Linked DNA regions of Mus musculus: all the other regions are linked to region 3. Evidence: chromatin contacts called from public HiChIP or PLAC-seq data. All regions are on one chromosome and are shown on one strand. Each heading gives the region's core, a stretch centred on a gene start, on an enhancer-like site or on the middle of the called end of the contact. The rest is flanking DNA. Distances are from core to core; before and after follow the strand shown.

What was found. HiChIP or PLAC-seq counts read pairs in DNA pulled down with a chosen protein or histone mark.
Region 1: a FOXA1 HiChIP or PLAC-seq map of pancreatic cancer cells shows a contact between it and region 3. The contact joins the promoter of Eya3 here to the promoter of Wdtc1 in region 3. A contact is called at or near these places in 2 of 39 promoter capture datasets (liver and pre-B cells), 1 of 115 datasets of contacts at active chromatin or transcription factors (pancreatic cancer cells) and 1 of 9 other capture datasets (liver).
Region 2: a contact with region 3 is called in a FOXA1 HiChIP or PLAC-seq map of pancreatic cancer cells. The contact joins the promoter of Rcc1 here to the promoter of Wdtc1 in region 3. A contact is called at or near these places in 1 of 39 promoter capture datasets (pre-B cells) and 1 of 115 datasets of contacts at active chromatin or transcription factors (pancreatic cancer cells).

Annotation. Positions count from the first base shown.
Region 1 is chr4:132,637,445-132,641,418 of GRCm38.p6, forward strand. It overlaps Eya3 (EYA transcriptional coactivator and phosphatase 3), which reads left to right and starts at 1,602. Exons shown (of 17, transcript NM_210071.2): 1 at 1,602-1,711.
Region 2 is chr4:132,343,069-132,347,010 of GRCm38.p6, forward strand. It overlaps Rcc1 (regulator of chromosome condensation 1), which reads right to left and starts at 2,682. Exons shown (of 10, transcript NM_133878.3): 1 at 2,578-2,682. RefSeq lists a cis regulatory region at 2,237-3,084.
Region 3 is chr4:133,337,508-133,341,511 of GRCm38.p6, forward strand. Wdtc1 (WD and tetratricopeptide repeats 1) reads right to left here and starts at 1,808. Exons shown (of 16, transcript NM_199306.4): 1 at 1,489-1,808.

The sequences.
Region 1 (3,974 bases), core at 352-2,851, 700 kb before region 3:
TAGAGGGAGTAGAAAGCAGACAGCACCAGAGCCTGCCTGCAGGCTGGGAGAACAGCAGAGGCCAGTCTGTTGTAAGTGGAAGGAAGGTAGGACAAAGTAGGTTAGAGTTCTACTCGAAGAGTAAAGTCTTCTGAGTCCTGTAGGTGATGTAAGGATTTTAGTGTTCACACTGAGACAGAGCCATTGGAAGAAGCACACGATCTGATTAAGGCTTTCACGGGAGGCTCTCTTCTGTATTGAGTATAGGGTAGCAAACATGAATGGGACCCTCAGAATTACATACTGACTGTGGTTCATACCAACACAGGTGGAAAATGGTCCGATTCTGCAAAGACTTTGAAGACAGCATCTACTGATTGTGCTAAGTAGGTGTGATGTGTGAGAAAGAGCAGTTAAGATGCTCGCTCCCCAAAAAGTAGTTGCTTAGAAAATTGTTGAAATAGAAGCAGTTAATAAAAATCTTTTATTTTTATTTGTATTGAAAAGCTAGGTTTTTGTTTTTTAAACTTTGTGGGTTAATCTAATATTTGTAATTCTGGGTCTTTTTTTCTTTTTTTTAAAGATTTATTTATTTATTATATGTAAGTACACTGTAGCTGTCTTCAGACACTCCAGAAGAGGGAGTCAGATCTCATTACGGGTGGTTGTGAGCCACCATGTGGTTGCTGGGATTTGAACTTTGGACCTTCGGAAAAGCGGTCCGGTGCTCTTACCCACTGAGCCATCTCACCAGCCTGGGTCTTTTTTTCTTGAGGGTCTTTCCCTTCAAACATGAATGGAATTGAATACACTGACAACTATACAAAGCCTGTCTTCAACTCCATTCCTCGTCCACACTTGAGTTGTATTTTAGAATTAATGAAGCATTAAAAAATGTTTCTGAGCTAAGAAGGTGGATCTCTTGATTTCGAGCCCAGTCTGATCTTTAGAGGGAATTCTAGGCCAAGGTCCATAGAGAAAAACTTTTCTTGGAAAAACAACAACAAAAAACCACCCCCACACACACCAAAACAAAAACAAAAACAAAAACAACAAAATGTTCCTGAAAACAATTTGCACAAAATGAAGGCAGCTGCAAGTGTAATATAATACTAGGTATAAACTAAATTTTCGGATAGAAATGTTCACTTTGAGTTAGCCTTTCAAGTGTCTTCAAAAGTTCCCATCCATTTTTCCTCTCCTAGTCTTTCTAACTCGACCAATTGCAGTCAACATTTTTCAACTTCGTCGTCCCTTTACGGTAGGAATCACACACATTTTTTTTTTTTAGAACTTACTTTCAAAGATGAGAGCGGTGGCTGGGCATGGAGGCACAAGCCCTAGGCTGAAGGAGGAGGGTCCCCAGTTCGAGATCAGCCTGATCTGACTTTGTTTTGGGGAGGGCGGGAGTACTTTTCACGAAGGCGGCGGCAATTTAGCAGCACCAGCATCCTCGGAAAGTCATCTCGTGCGTAAGATCCAGGGAGTCAATCACGCAACTGGGTCTGCGAGGTGGGCGGGACCTAAGCCTTGCCCCGCCCCGAGACGATTGACTGGTCCTCTGGGTTCTGTCGGAACGGGGTGTGGATTGTTAGGCGGTCCCGCATCTACTTCCGGTGGCTAGGGATGCGCATCCGGGTCACGCTAACGCCGCGGTTTCCGCCACTCTGTTGGTTCCAGAGTGGGTCCGTAATCGTCCCATGTCGTGCTGGGCAGTGTCTGCAGCCGTCTGGTGAGTCCCCGCCGCCGCCAGGGTGTGAGCGCGGTGGCTCGGGTGCAGCGTTCGGGGTCCCGGCTGAAGAGGTCCTCCTTGGTCGTGCTGGGTAGGGGGTCCCGTCACCGTCCCCCTCGTCCCTGCCTGCCGGTCTGCCCTCGAGCTTTTCCCGGGCGTCGCTCTGGCCTCGCCCCTTCTCGCCTAGGCGCCGGGTCTCTGCCTCCCCCTTCTCTCAGCACTTCTTCCCGATCCACTGTTTTTCCACCCGGAGCGTTGGGGTTCGGCTCTGTCCCCCAGCCCTCCTCGCCTGTGACCCTTCCCCCCTCCAGGGACTGGTAGATGACAAGAGTGTTGCGCCTGCCCTTTCAGAGCGAGAGGGCTTCCTCCGAGTCCAGATCCTGGCCGACTGCTCCAGCTTGGAGGCGCGAGGTTAGACTTGAGGTCGCTTCCCCAGTTAGAGAACAACAAAGGCGTCCCCAGGTCCTCGCACTGCCTCAGTTTGCTGGGCTCTCTGGGCAGCAGCGAACAGGTGGCGGACTCGCTGGCGGGCTTGTGAGATCTCCTGAATTGACAGGTCTTCGTCCTGTCTGTTTTGAGTCCTCTGTCCCACGAGAATGGATGTGCACAGCTGAGGCAAAAGTGCGGATGTTCTTCACTCTGCATGGATTTAAAGTTAGAGGACTCCGGGTTTCTAAACTTTTAAACGACTGTGATGTGGTGTGGTGTTGCTGTTTTCTGCCAAGATTCACCAATGTAATATCATTTTCCTTATAAGCCAGACATTGTTTCTTAGAACGTTCTTTTTAACTTCTTTTTCTCTAGTGTTGCTACCATGGTTTAGAAATCATGATCTTAGCATTTTAAAATTTAAGACATCTTATCTTACATTTTCTGGAGGTTTAAAATCATCTATAATGTGAAAAGGGTTAGACTTTATAATGGTTAATGTCCTGTTTCTCAAATTTTGTGATCTAAGGTATATCTAGAGGTACAAATTTGGATAATTCTTTTTTTTTCCTCCCTTCCGGTTTTTGGGGTGTTTGTAGCATATCATTGCAACCATCATTTTCTTTTCGTCATTTTGTGCGTGATCAGTCTAAAATTCAGTATTAATAATTAAATATGTACAGAACAAATAACCGCGTTTATTATTGGTTCCTCTTGGCACAGTTCTCCCTCATATACACATAAGAGAATAGAACATAGACTGCCATATTCCAAAATTGGGCCACTCCCTTCACCTATTTTTAGCAAAGGACTTTGGAGCTTGGCCATGTTAGTCCTAGATGCCACAGAGAAAGACCCTTCTGGTTGGCTTTCAGGATTAACCTGGCCAGGGAAGCCCCTATGAACATTTATCTGTCCTCCCCTGCACCTACACAAACTGGGAAGAGGAGCCTTTGTTCAGCCTGACCTCCTCATTTCCCAGCAACAACCCCAGTAATCGTAGCTGCTCCGTTGACTTCTTTACCTCGAGGTTTGACGAATATTTCTTTTTTTACATATATAGTTGGTGCACAACTTTTTTTCATTTCTGAACTTTATGTTCCTTTCCACCCCTCCACTACCGTCTTCCTCTCCTTCCCTCTGTTTTTGTGGTGTGTTTTGACCCTAGGCTGTTACCTGGAACTTTTGGGATTTGCTATGTAGTTTGGAGATGGCATTGAACTCGTGATCCTCTGGCCTTCTAGACTCTGGGATTACAGGTCTGTTCCACTGTGTTTGATAGTTTTGGGGTGGGCAGGGTTGGGTTTTTTGTTTTGTTTTGTTTCTTTATATACCTCTGACTGTCTGACTGTCCTAGACTCACTTTGTAGACCAGGCTTGCTTCAAATTTACAGAGATCCGCCTGCCATTGCTTCTGCAGTGCTGGGATTAAAGACACACACTACCATGCCTGGCCTACTCGATTGCATTTTAAGCATATTTTCAGTCTGAACCTGGTGAGGTTTTTATAGCCTATAACCAAAGGGAATTTAGAGTTTAAATATACTCCTTCATTGATAATCCAGCTTTAAGAATTAATGATGGGCCAGTTGCAGTGGTACACACCTTTACTCCCAGCACTTCGGAGGCATAGGCAGGTGGGTATCTGGGAGTCCCAGAACAACCTGATCTGCAAAGTGAGTCCAGGACAGCCAGGTCTCTGTTACACAGAGACATCCGGTCTCAAAAAACAAACAAAAAAGATGATGTTTTTCTTCTTTTTTTTTTTTTTTAAAGATTTATTTATTTATTATATGTAAGTACATTCACTCCAGAAGAGGGAGTCAGATCTTGT
Region 2 (3,942 bases), core at 1,432-3,931, 990 kb before region 3:
ACCAAAGGACAGGCAGGAAAAGCACACAAGCATTTTTTTTTAAAAAATAGGGAAAAAAGTCTGCCATTTGTGGTGGCACACACCTGTCATCCCAGAACACAGGAAGCTGACCAAGACTGACCAGGCCACAGAGCAAGACCCTGTCTCACCCTTGCCACCCAAATACTATAACCCAGGTTGGAATTTAAGATGGCCCAAGCCAAGTCCCTTAGAATTCCTGATGGGTTTGGCCAAATTCAAAAAGCAGAAAGCAAAAGTCAAGGGAGGGAAAAGACGGCAGCTGGGATTTGCCTAGAAGGACTGTAGCCGGATCCAACAGGTCCCCCACTGAGAGGAGAGACCCTGAGATACCCCAGTTGTCTTTGAGCCACACATTCCTCATCTGTACCTGGGCAACTCTAGATACTGCACAAACCCAGAAGCAGGGCAGGGAAGGGCAGCACCTTCCAAAAGGTGGGGCCAGCTGGGCGCGGTGGGCAGAGGCAGGGTTTGTGATTGCCACACTTCAAGGCCAGCCAACAAAAATCTAGTGAGACATACCCTGCTTCAAGAAATGAGCCAGGACAACAGGCGTGGTGGCGCACACCTTTAATCCCAGCACTCGGGAGGCAGAGGCAGGTGGATTTCTGAGTTCAAGGCCAGCCTGCTCTATAGAGTGAGTTCCAGGACAGCCAGGGCTATACAGAGAAACCCTGTCTCGAAAAAAAACCAAAAAACAACAACAACAAAAAAAAAAGAAATGGAGAGATGGCTCAGTGCTGGCCACTCTTCAAGACCATCCAGGTGTGGTTCCTAGCACACAGGCTGCTCACAGCCACCTCTAACTCCAGTCCCAGGGGATTCAATGCTCTCTTCTGGCCTCTCTGGGCCAATGCATGTGGTACCTGGGCATACATGCAGGAAAGCACTCAAACATACACACACACAACCCTAAAAAGACTTGTCTTCTGTCACTGTAATCACACCCCCTACTTCCACTCCCTGGGATTCATCTTCAGGGAATTTAAAAACTGGGAGAAAAACGGACAAGACTCAGAATAAAATCCAGGAAGGAGTCAACTTTCATTAATAAGCACCTACGGTGTATGACCCCGTTAAGAGTTCAGACCTGTCCCCATGTCAGGAATAGAATTGCACACCATCCATGGGTGAGATGACAGCTGAGAGGATGCCCCCCATACACACACACACACACACACACACACACACACACACCCAGGACTGGAGCTGCTCACAGCCTTACCTGCTAAGTCAAAGGGGTGGGTAGACTAGGTTAGACAACCCACCAGGAGGAGGGTTTTCCAGTTACTCCCACTTCTGGAGCATTTGGTAACCCCAGCGGTGGTCCCTCCCTTCCCCCCACACTCAGAACTTTCCAGCTAGACTTAGGGAAGAATATCTCTGTGAGAAAGGCTACCAGGAGAGAAGGCAAAGCCTGGGCAGGCTGCTGCTGTGTGCGGCCAGTAACTAACTGAGAACTGAGCACGCTCAAGCCACACCAGGAAGTCCATCACCCAGGTCCAGAAGTAAGTGATACAGCCTCGGGCTATCTGTTAATTTTTTTTTCCTAGAGAGAGAGGGGCAATAGTTCTGGGGGATGTTTGAGTAACTAGCTTTGCACAGATTATAGGACACATTACTTTCCCTTTAAAGGCAAGGAGACTAAGGTTTAAGAGAACCTAGTGGGACCTGCCCGATCCAGACTCCTGCTCTTGGTTGCCTCTGCAACCAGAACCTGGTGAATCACTTCTAACTCATCTTTTCTGAGCTCCATTAGCATGCTCTTCTTGGGTGACGCAGCCTTCTCTGTATCCTCCACACCCTCCCCACAAGCACCAATGTCTATGACCCAAACTCTTCGAGTGGTTGCATGTGCTGTATGTACCCCATGTCTGGATCACCCTGATTCTGTTACCCCAAACATATTAAAATCTCACCTGGAAAGCTATCCCCAACCCTCCACAGCCCGGTTACGGCTTCTGCTTTGGAGTTTCCGGGTCTGTTTCATACCCTCAGCTTGTCCCACGGCACACGTGGTCGGAGGACTTAATTTAGGATGAACCAAAGACGTGGCAGCAGCGACGTTCAAGTTCCACGGGCATACTTTGCTGATCTCAGGAGACCCTAACTGTGGACCCACGGAAGACTCGCCTGGGAGCCCCTGCGTCCCGCAAAGGTCACGGAGACCCGCCTTTGTCACCATTGTTCCCCAGCGGCACGGAACAACCGGGTGACACGGGGTTGAAGAGGGTTAAGGACAGGCCACGGTCTGTGAACGCTGCTGGCCCCTCCCCACCGGCGGCTCCCCAAGTTCCCCGCCGCCGCGCGCGCCCGGGTCCCCGCGCATCAGTCGTTTGAATCTCCCGCCACGGAGCGGAGTGCGCGCCCCAAGCGCGACGGCTAAGGGGCCCGAGCGCCGGCGAGGCGGGGCCCACGCGGGCCGGAGCTCGTGCGCCTGGAGCGCCGCCGGCTTCACGTGCAGCCCGCCATGTAGGTTGCGATCTCGGCCTACCACGACCTCGCGCACCTCCGGGTTTCCCGTCCCCAGGGCTCCCTACGAACCGGAGCGCGACCTACCTCGGGACAGGGCGGCCACAAGCAACTCCGGCGCTCGGCGGCCGGCGGTGAACTGCCCCGAGCATGCGCTCTGCGGGCCTCCGGCCGCGACCCTGGCCAGAAGGGAAAACACAGAGCCGGGCGGCCCCTGGCGGCCACCGCGGGAAGTGCGAGCGGCTGCTCCTAGTTTGTACACAGCATTCTGTACTTGGGAGATTTCCTCCCCAAAGTGGGATGAGTGGACAAATAACCAACTGGAGGAACTACTAGAATTCCTGTTTGTTTAGGAAAATCTGGTGCGTGAGGTCTGCACGGAACAAAACAAGGCTGATGGTTCTTGTTTTCAAATTATATATGCAGAAGGCTCAAAAGACCCCAATCTATACAGAGCCATCTGATTCAGTCTAGGTAGGGCTCAGGAACGGCTAATTAGTCTAAGTGGAAGAGGCATTCAGGATGAATAACATTTCCTTATTTATTATATGTATGAGTGCTTTTCATGTAGGTACATCTGTGTACCACGTATGTATACAGTTCAAAGGCCAGAAAGAGAGCATTGGTTGCAGTAGAACTGGCGTTACAAATGGATGCGACCTGCCATGTATGTGCTAGAATGGGATTCCCATCTTCTGCATGAGCAACAAGCACCCTTAACCACTGAGCCATCTTTCCTGTCCCAGAGAGGTGACATTTGCAATGACAGAGAGTAAGACATGTGAAACTGCCATATAGTCTGAAAGTAGAGGGTAAAGGTCTAGTCTACGGGGACAGTGTGTGATTATGGGAAGGTTCTGCTCACAAGATGAAATGTTCACAACTTTAATGGACTTTGGGTAAAGTGTAACCAAGAATGGAGAGGCAAAGAGCAAGCAGGAAGTAGATTCGGTAATGCCTGGGTTGGTGGCACCGCCTACAATCCCATCATTCCAGAAGCTGAGGCAGGAGGGATACATAGTGAGATTCTATCCCATAAAGAAAGAAGAAGAAGAAGGAAAAAAACCTGGGGCGAGAAGAGGGGCACTGGTTGTAGTTCAGTGGCTGAGTGCTTTGTCTAAGTGTGCGGTGCAAGGCTCAACTACAAGATAGTAAGGGAAGGAGGGGGGAGTAAGGGCTGGGAGCAGGAAAAGATGACTCAGAGCTGGGAATTGTTGGAGTTGGGAGCTAACACCAGAAGCAGAACACTGTGAAAAATGGCTTAGGGCTGGAGAGATGGCTCAGTGGTTAAGAACCCTTGGCTGCTCTGGCAGAGGTCCTGAGTTCAATTCCCAGCAACCACATGGTGGCTCACGACCATTTATAAAAGGGATCTGATGCCCTCTTCTGGCCTGAAGGTGTACGCACTCCTACACTAAAAAACAAATTTAAAAAAGGAAGAAGGAGGAGGAG
Region 3 (4,004 bases), core at 558-3,057:
AGCCAGGTATGGTGGCACATGCCTTTAATCCCAGCACTCAGGAGGCAGAGGCAGGCAGATCTCTGAGTCTGAGGCCAGCCTGGTCTACAGAGTGAATACAAGGGCAGCCAGGGCTACATAGAGAAAGCCTATCTCCAAAATACAAAACAAAACAAAACAACTTTAGGGCCAAGGGAAATAGCATTATACCACTTAATCCCTGTACTTGGGACTTGGAGGCAGGAAAATAGTTTATAGCCAGCATGAATTACAAGATGATTTCAAGGCCTGCCTGAGCTACATGAAACTTTGTTTTAAAACCCACACATGAAAAAAAAAATGCTTATCTGACACTTTATCCCGATCATCCACCCCATCCTTGGAAGGAATGGAAAAGCTACAGTCACAGTACTCAGCTTCTAAACTCAAACTTGAGAAAACTTTCAAGTTGCTCCACCAACACATTTACCTCAAGAGATTTAAGAACACCAGAGACATTCACAAGAAATTAGTCACACTCAGCTGCTAAGATAAATCGTCTGTACTGCTCAGATAAATCGCATGTAAACCCTCATACTTTTTTTTTTTTAATTCTTATTAGTCCTGGTAATGCACCTGCAGCGGAGAGCAAACCATAAGTCGCCAAGAAACTCCAATCACCGGGCTTGGGATGGGGGGTGGGGGGTGGGGCGTGGGACGGGACGCTCCACTAAAGCTTTTCAGAAAGAGATCCTGCGGGTTTGCAGTTTATCTCTACCGATTCTTATTTACCCTTTGAAGTGGGTACTAATAGCCCACTCCCAAGCAGAGACCCTTTGTACTTAGCGCTACAGTCGATGATGCAAACACCTTGGCAAAGTTCAGTTTGGTGCCAGGATGAGCCACTGAAGGCATCTGCGACTGCCAGAAGCCTGAAAACTCACTCTCTTTCTCTCTCTCTCTCTCTCTCTCTCTCTCTCTCTCTCTCTCTCTCTATAGAGAGAGAGAGAGAGAGAGAGAGAGAGAGGAAGGAGAAGGAGAGAAAGAAAGAAAAGGAGTATGGGGTGACAGAAACAGAGAGCAAGAGAGGGAAAGAGAGGCAGAGAGACACGGAAAGAGCAGACCAGGTCATTGACCTCTTGAAACTTCCACCTGCCCCTTTCTTCCTGAGTGCGATCGGCGCCAGATCAGATGTCAAAAACTCCGCAAAAAATAAATAAATAAAAGTCCCGTGATAGGACGACTTCTACCTCTGCCCCGGTGGAGCCTGCGGGACTCCTACAGCCTTCCCCCACCCCCTCCCCCGACCTCCCAGCCAGTCCTCTTCTAGCCTCCCTTCCCCGGCCCTTTCTGCCCTTCCTCGCCGCCGAGGCCTGACCCCTTCCCGGGACACCCCGGAGTCCCGAGGCGATCGGGCTCAGGCCCCCAAGCAGGGAGCCGGCCCAGAGCGGACGGCCCCGGAGCCGGGGCTCTGGGAGCCGGTCCCCGACTCGACATCTGCGGCGGGGATGGGGCGGCGGCGACCCGTACCTGTCAGGTCTCTTCCCAGGACCAGCAGCGGAGCAACTTCAGGAGCCCATGTCGGTCCGGGGGGGCCCGGCCCCTCTCCCGGGAGCAGGGGTGCGGATCCCGGGAAGGGGGCTGGGGACCCGGGCAGCTCTAGCCTCTTCCCATGCTCCCCGCCCGGCGCCTGGCCGGGGCCGGACAGCGCCTCCGCCCGCCCCTGCGCACCGCCTCACACCCGCGCTCACACACACTCACACTCCCTCGCGCGCTCTCACACACGCACTCCCCTCCCTCCTCCTCTGTTTATCTCCTCCAGCTGTCTGGGGACCCAGGAGAAGTCCCGCACTGCGCCTGCGCCACGCAGTCTCCGCGCCGGCCCCGCGTCTCACGGTCCGCGGCTACGCTACGGCGATGGCGCTCGGCAGTTTCCTGAATAGTGAGCGCGGGCCCTAGTCCTCTCTGCCACCCTCACCCCCCCTCCATCGCGCGCCCGGTCAACGTCTGCTGCCGGTGGCGCCCACTAACCTGCTAGCGGGGGAGCCCCCCACTTCGCCGGGGCCAATCGGCTTCACCGCTCGCGGGAACGGCAGCCAGTGGGCGGGCGGAAAAGCGGGGCTCAGCTCTGGAGTATCATGGGAGTCGTAGTTTTTCGCCATCGCAGAGGTCCTGCGGCGTGGACTTGCCCCGCCCGGTTACCATTAGTTACCTGGACGCACCTCCCATCCCACTACACCTTTTCTGAGTCCCAATTCCACATGTTCTCCCAGGTCCAGTACAGACCCTCCAAGGGCTAAGAGCTCATCAAAATTGCTTTTGATGCTGTAAATTAGGGGACACCTAAGGCTAAGACCCTGAGTCCTCCCAGAGCAAAGCCTCAGCCTGCTCCTTGCTCTAGGGGGCTGCTGAAGTTACAGGTTCCATGCTCGAATCTTCAGGTGCTGGAAGGAAAAGGTCCTATGTTGAGTGACCTGGGAGCTCTAGGAACCCAGATCGATGGCAGACAAGGTCTATCTAATACTAGCCAAGTAATTGCTCTTCTGACTTTCAAGCTCCAAGTCAGAACGGAGACACCCTCCTCTCTAAGGGAGTTCCAAGGTGACAAAGGTGGCAGTAAAGATAACTTAAGGGAGAGAGACCAGGAGCTTCAACTCAAAAGCAATCACCTTACATTTCTCTTCTCTTAGAGTGGCAGATACACAGTATGCCAACGTCTAAGTAATAACACTTTTATTTTCACTGTATTGGGCATGCTCTCTTTGATAGATACAATTGTTCCTATGTTTTTAAAAAGAAGAAACAAGCATAAAGTAGTTAAAAAGATGCTAGCCCAGGGTCACACAACTGGTTAGAAAACAAGGAATGAAACCAGGCAGTGCTGGAGACTAAGTACAAACATTTAGCACTTAAGAGTGCTGGTCCAGGGTTGGAGAGATGGCTCAGCGGTTAAGAGCACTGACTGCTCTTCCGAAGGTCCTCAGTTCAAATCCCAGCAACCACTTGGTGGCTCATAACCATCCATAATGAGATATGATGCCCTCTTCTGGTGCCTCTAAGACAGTTACATTGTACTTATTTATAATAAATGAATCTTTGGGCTGGAGCTAGCAGGGCTGACTGGAGTGAGCTAAGGTCCTAAATTCAATTCCCAGCAACTACATGAGGGTTCATAACCATCTGTACAGCTACAGTGTACTCATATACATAAAAATAAACAAATCTTTAAAAGAGTGCTGGTCCTAAGTTTCTCTTCCCATAAGTGTCTGGTCTTTGCTCATTTCTGTTCGGACCACTTGTGATTTCTTTCTCTTGTGAATTCAGGTCAGTCTTCATCTTCTAGAAAGGTTGTGGGGCATGCCTCCTGACCTTTCCTGCTTAGCTGTATGGAGAGACAGAGACAGAGACAGAGACACGGAGAGACAGAATACTCAGCTGGGCACATACCTCCAGTATGTGGGGGTAGATGTGAGTGGTCCTGTATTAACTGAGGCTAGTAGCGAGTTCCAGCCTAGCTGGAGCTACACGGTGAAACTCTGTCTCAAAAAAACAAAAACTCCACAGATATTAAGACTTGAAGGTCTTGACATCATGTATCCACAGGTCCTAGCTTTAGGCCTACAGTCTTTGTTAGGGTGACTGGGTCAATAAAGCTACAAGGTAGCTAATATTTATCCTGCATCTTTCTCAAGACAAGTGTTTCCAGTGGGTAAAACAACACTCCCACAATCAGGCAGCAAACAGTAGAGGTCAGCATCAAAACTTAGATATGTCTAATCCATTACTAGTCGTTATTTAAAAAAAAAACCATTGATTTATGTGTATAAGTGTCATCTTCCTTTACACCTGCATGTTAGGAAATGGCATCAGATTCCATTACAGATAGTTATGAGTCGCCATAGAGTTGCTGGGAATTGAACTCAGGACGTCTGGAAGAACAACCAGGGCTCTTAGTCTCTGAACCATCTCTCCAGCCCTCCACATTATTTTAATTGGGAATTGTTCTAGGTGACAAGGTTGCAGAAATGACAAGAAAGAGGGGTGGA